2 separate regions of the Zea mays genome follow, and region 2 is linked to region 1. The links are chromatin contacts, called in public Hi-C maps. All regions are on one chromosome and are shown on one strand. Each heading gives the region's core, a stretch centred on a gene start, on an enhancer-like site or on the middle of the called end of the contact. The rest is flanking DNA. Distances are from core to core; before and after follow the strand shown. Region 1 holds the start of LOC103636139. Region 2 holds the start of LOC100278854.

Region 1 (2,700 bases), core at 175-2,674:
CCAAATCTAAAGGAGCCCTAACAAAGTTAGAAAACCAACCAGTCATACCAGTTTTATTAGAACAACTGCTATCAACCCATTTTAGATGCCAACATAAAGCATAAACATAAATCCACATAAGCAACTATTTCTCGTGAGAAAAAATGTTAGCAAATGAGCATAAAGGATTGAAGAATCTAACCAAATTCGGAAACACCAGGTGAAACTTACTACTCCTGGCTCCTGCTCTTGCCGATCTACGCTCGCTGCCCAGTGCCCACCTTAAAAGTGTGTGCCCGAACGAAACGACGGAAAAGAATCCCACTGACACCCAAAACCCAAAATCGAAAGGACCAATATACACAACTCGTACGCGCCTATGCCAATGCGACAACGCCCATCCTTCCTGGACAAGGTGTCCCAAGGCCTTCACATTATCATATTAGGACTGATTTGGTGACAAAAGAATTAAGATGAATTAGAGTAGATTGAGAGGGAAAATAAACTAATTCCCTCATTAATCCCTCTTAATTTCCTAATCATCAAACCAACTCTTATGGCTTATTTGGTTAGAGGTACATTGAAAGAGATTAAGGTACCGTTTGATTTATGAAATATATAATTCACGCTAAGTACCAAGGCCGATATCACTTTCTAGTGTGATATCCGATTACGGTTAGATATAAACAAATATGATTTAATGTTATCAATTACCGATCACGTTATAAATATATGAACCGAACGGTAACTAATTTTTTTTCTAGTAAAAAATGAATAGAAGAAGATTTAATCCCTCTCAATCACATTCAATACCATCCGATTTAGATGTAACTGAATAAGACCTTAATGATCTTAGAGAGGATTTAAGTTTCTATCTAACCCTAAAGATAAATAGATAACCCAAGACATGACGCGTAGGGTCAGCATATAGTTGTCAGCATATAGTTGTCCCACATACTTAGGCTGTTTGATTTGCTCACAGTCGGACTCGCCTGGTCTAGGTAGCGCTTCGGGGCATTCGATTTCGAGCGCCTGGGACGCATTTGTTGCAAGGGCATGAACAAAAAAAGCCTCGGGGGAGTCGGGTGGAACTTTCACGTCCTTGTCCGCGCACCACTTCGTGGAGGGAATCCTCAGCATGTTACACCTACGTGACGCAGACGTACCCACTGAAGCACGGTGACCACGTATGGGCCCGAGTAAAGTGAGCCCATAATGTCAGCTTGAGGCGTCGACGTGTGATCTCAAGGAATCAACGAGCAATCGACAAGTGTACACAGGGACACAGGGTGGGATAGAGAGGAAGGGAGTGGGGATTGCGCGGACAAAACTGAGAAATTATTTTTTAACCCATTTCTTCTCTGCCGCAGCTCACAGACGTATATAAATGTAGGCGAGGGCGAGGCAGGGAGGGTTTTGGAATTTGGCCGCCGTTTGCGTTGCGTGGGTAGGGGAAGAAGCAGGCGGCCAGGCGCAGAGCCGCAAAAGCAGACGCGGAAGCAGCCCAGGCCCGAGCCGAAGCGGGGAGGCGACGCCGCTGCACTACCACTCACCCGGTCAGCGATTTGCCGCCTTGCGGGAGCCAGTTTTGGCGTCGGCGTCGGCGTGGAGTTCCCGGAGAGGGGTTCTGGCGAGGATGAGCGGCAGCGGCAGCGGCAGCGGCGGAGGGGGAGCCAGGGGGCAGTCGGGGCCCGTGCCGGCGTCCGCGAGGAAGCTCGTGCAGGGGCTCAAGGAGATCGTGAACCGTCCCGACGCGGAGATCTACGCGGCGCTGCGGGAGTGCGGCATGGACCCCGACGAGGCGGTCAGTCGGCTCCTCTGCCAAGGTTCCATCTCGTGTCACTCTCCTTTTCCTCACAGTTTCATGTGCAGGCTCGGTCGTTAGTGCAGGGTGTTTGCGTGTCTGACTGGATTGGATGAGTGCGCGTTGGGGAGTTGTCTATGGCGTCGGGTTATCAGGAACCATGCTTCCTTTTGTCCTTCTATTTGGGGATTTGCGGCGATTAACTACTGCTCTGCTAGTATTTGGGGGCGACTGTGCTGCACGCTAGTGGTAGCCTGGCAGGACTGGCTAGAATCAACGTTCTGGATTCGATTGATTTTGCGAAGATCCGGTTTAGGCCTTTGGTTTGGAACTTTTTGGAATTGCCTGCAGTGTTAAATTCAGTACTTTTTTCAGCGCTTATTAGCTGCGCTTCTCAGTTCATTCGCGACTCACAGTAGAAAATAAAACTTGGCCCTTTACCATTTTGGTGGGTTAAGCTTCTGGGACTGTAAGGAGGAACATATGGCTGTCTTTATTCATGAACTCGAATGAACTGGATAAGTTTCTTCTCGTTATTGCCATCACGCTATGATCTCTTTTGTGTTCACTGTGTTTTATGGTTTAAACTGTTTAGAGCTGCAGTAACTATGGGTCTGTTAGATGTTTGCATAAGGAAATAGGACATGTTCATTTTTTCTCACGTGTTTAGGCATTATATAATGATTGGATTGGCTGAAGGATGATAAAACATGTCAACATTTGGGAGATGCAAAAGAAAATAACTCAACTGGTGAGAAGGCAGGGAAAGGTGAAGCCATTGAGTGAATGCAACAGAGGCTCTCTAAGATCTCTGGTTGTTTGGGTCTTAAGTTTTGGCAAACATCAGCAACAAAGCCTTTCTGGTCCCAACAAAGGCTAAAATAAGAAGATAAAACCAGAATGACATGTCCAAACTT
Region 2 (2,700 bases), core at 27-2,526, 210 kb before region 1:
TCAAAAGCACAGATGAGCCCATCCGTCCAGAGCTCGCTCCCTGGGATGGGCTCTTTCCCTAGACTGGGCTTGGTAACACCGTCTTGTGTCTTGGGCATGCTGCTGACGTGAGGCGGCTCCTCCTCCTCTGCACCATTCATCTTCCCATCAAATTATATCTACCTGTGAATGGATAAAAGATATTTAAACTCGTTGGAAAATTTAGTGGGTACTGAATACTGATTACTGAATATGACTCATCTCTTCAAACATGGGGCAATCTATTGAGGAACTGGATTCAAAGGTCCAAACTACTGTTCCAGGGACTTCTGGACGAGGTAGCAAGCGTTCATGGAAACAACAGGGCCGTATTATTGTATACTGAACATAGGAAGCCTCAATTCTACCATCTCCTAACGACCCTTATGATGGCAAAACGTAGCAGCCTAGATGAGCGGAATACGAATTAGAAGAGGTGCCATGATTTGTAACGAGAATTCAAGCAAATCATGGCTATATAGCCTGCAGCTAAACGCGGGGATTCAGGAAACGGCGCTGGGGCAAACCTTTCTTGAAGTCGCTGGCAAACCCCGTCCACCGCACGCTACGTTATAAGCAAGCAAGAGTACAGTGAACTAGCTTCGCAGGTTGGAGCAGCAAAAGGAATTTTCAAGGAGGCGGAGGCGGAGGGGTCAGGTGCGGAGGTGGAGGCGGTTACCGGAGCGCGAGAGACGGCGGTGAGGGACCCGGGTCTGAGCGTGGGACATGTAGAGTGGATTGGAGTGGGGTGCTTCCAGAATGGAATCAGATGCAGGTCTCTTTCGTTTTCCCATCGCCGGAAGAAAAATTGGTGGATCCGGTCCCCAACCCAAACTCCCTCCCGTGCATACTAGCAGATTACTGACGCGTGGACTCATTCTTGATCCGACGACCGACGGCCGACAACCGCTTGCTAGGACGTGGGAGTCGAGACGACTAGCTTCAGCTCGTTTCGCGACGAACGGCTCCAGGCATTCGGCTCACGCTCGCTAACCTGCTGCACGCCGCCGCCGCCGCCGTAGGTATCCTCCAAGCCATCGGCGTCACCCCACCGGTGGCGGCTTCAAACGCCGAGGCCGAAGTCAGTGAGCAATATCTCTGGTCTGGACAGCAAGAACGGGAGAACCTGAGCTTGATGCCTTGATCCAGATTCTTTTTTTTTTCGAATCGCCTTGATCCAGATTCACGACTCACGAACAAAGCAGCAACGGCGTAGCCGGCCTCGCGCCCGCGCCATGGAAGCCGAACCCGAAGGCCCAACTCACGGATTAGGGGGGGACAAAGCGGATCAAGCGAAAGTAAGGGCATGTACAGTGGAGAGACACCAAAACGGTTCTCCAATCACAGGAGACAACTAAGAGACTCTATTATACAGTGGAGTGTCTATAAACGTAGTCTATTAATAAATATAGAATTAAATGTATTTGTATAGTATCAGATCGATAGAACAGACGACAAATTCGTACAGTGGGAAGTGAAGCGTCTGTTGCTACTTGGTTTACGAGCCAGAGACGTCTCTTCACGGAGAGACGGCTCTAAGATTTTTTTGTAAATAACCCCCTTAAACACCTTAAGAGCCTCCACATTAAACACCACTGTACATGCCCTAAGAGCAAGTTTGATAAGAATCAACCGCGCTGGTGGTAAATATTTTTACCGCCTACAATTTATGACTTGTTTGCAAGCAAAGGTATTGTACTATACTAGTTTTTTCACACGAGTGAGTGAATAATGGTAATTTATTGGAAAATTTCATTTTAACTTTTCCAAACTATTATTATGGTCTGATTTACCACTTCGAATGTGTTGGCTCTTTTAATTATTAAAATTAGTTGCTTTCCTTCTTTAGGTTAGGGAAGTATAAATAGACTTTGCCAAAAAAAAAGGTTATAGAAATAAATCTTCAAAAAGCTCTCATTTATTTATTTCTTAAAAAAAGAAATTTAAGAATCAAAATATTGTTTAACATTCTAAGGCCTTGTTTGGGACTATTTCAGCTTAACAAAATTTAATGAAGTTAATGAAACAGATTATTAGGAGCTTAAAAAATCTAAAACTGAAGTTGCAAACTTTTAGTAGGTATTTAGATAAGTCATTTTGTTTATTATTTAGATTAGAAAAATTATTAAAACCGTTTAAATTTATATTATACACTAAATATATTTTAGCTTAGAAAAAAATGAAATTATTTCTAGATTTATTCTCTACATTATGTATATAGATTGAAATTATTTGGATCTCATATAGACATCAACTAGGATCCATCTGTTTAGGATTATAATCTATCCAGAACTAAGTGTTAATTTAAAATAAGTTAGATTATATAATATAAATATATTATAATTCCAAATAAGTATCTCTAATTGTTGGAGCGACCCGACCAGCCCCAGGTCAATGATACCTGTCTTCCACCCGAGGAAGGTATACACGAGAGAGAAGGTGGAGCACTGGAGCCGGTATGCAGCAAATTTTGTTCCCGACGGTGGCATTGGAAGTCCTCCAAATTTGGGTAGTCACCTCTCTTGTCGACGTCTAGGCTACGCGTTGGAAGGGTACGGCGTGGGCCAAGAGCGGTGTCAGGGCAGACCATCCTATCCCTTCCTGCTTGCGCCATTGTGCCGCTGCCGCCGACGCCGATCCAGCGGGCGGTGCCCACGACCTCCGTGACGTGGTAGGCTCCCC

The links. A called contact is a pair of places that touch in the nucleus more often than the background predicts.
Region 2: a contact with region 1 is called in a Hi-C map of leaf, with 3 times the contacts expected there. The contact joins the promoter of LOC100278854 here to the promoter of LOC103636139 in region 1. A contact is called at or near these places in 9 of 25 Hi-C or Micro-C datasets (ear, endosperm, leaf and 3 more) and 1 of 3 datasets of contacts at active chromatin or transcription factors (leaf).

Annotation. Positions count from the first base shown.
Region 1 is chr8:152,575,373-152,578,072 of Zm-B73-REFERENCE-NAM-5.0, reverse strand. LOC103636139 reads left to right here and starts at 1,424. Exons shown (of 10, transcript NM_001346853.1): 1 at 1,424-1,805. The coding sequence starts at 1,616.
Region 2 is chr8:152,788,092-152,790,791 of Zm-B73-REFERENCE-NAM-5.0, reverse strand. LOC100278854 reads right to left here and starts at 1,276. Exons shown (of 8, transcript NM_001151993.1): 1 at 1,013-1,276; 2 at 1-162. The coding sequence starts at 140.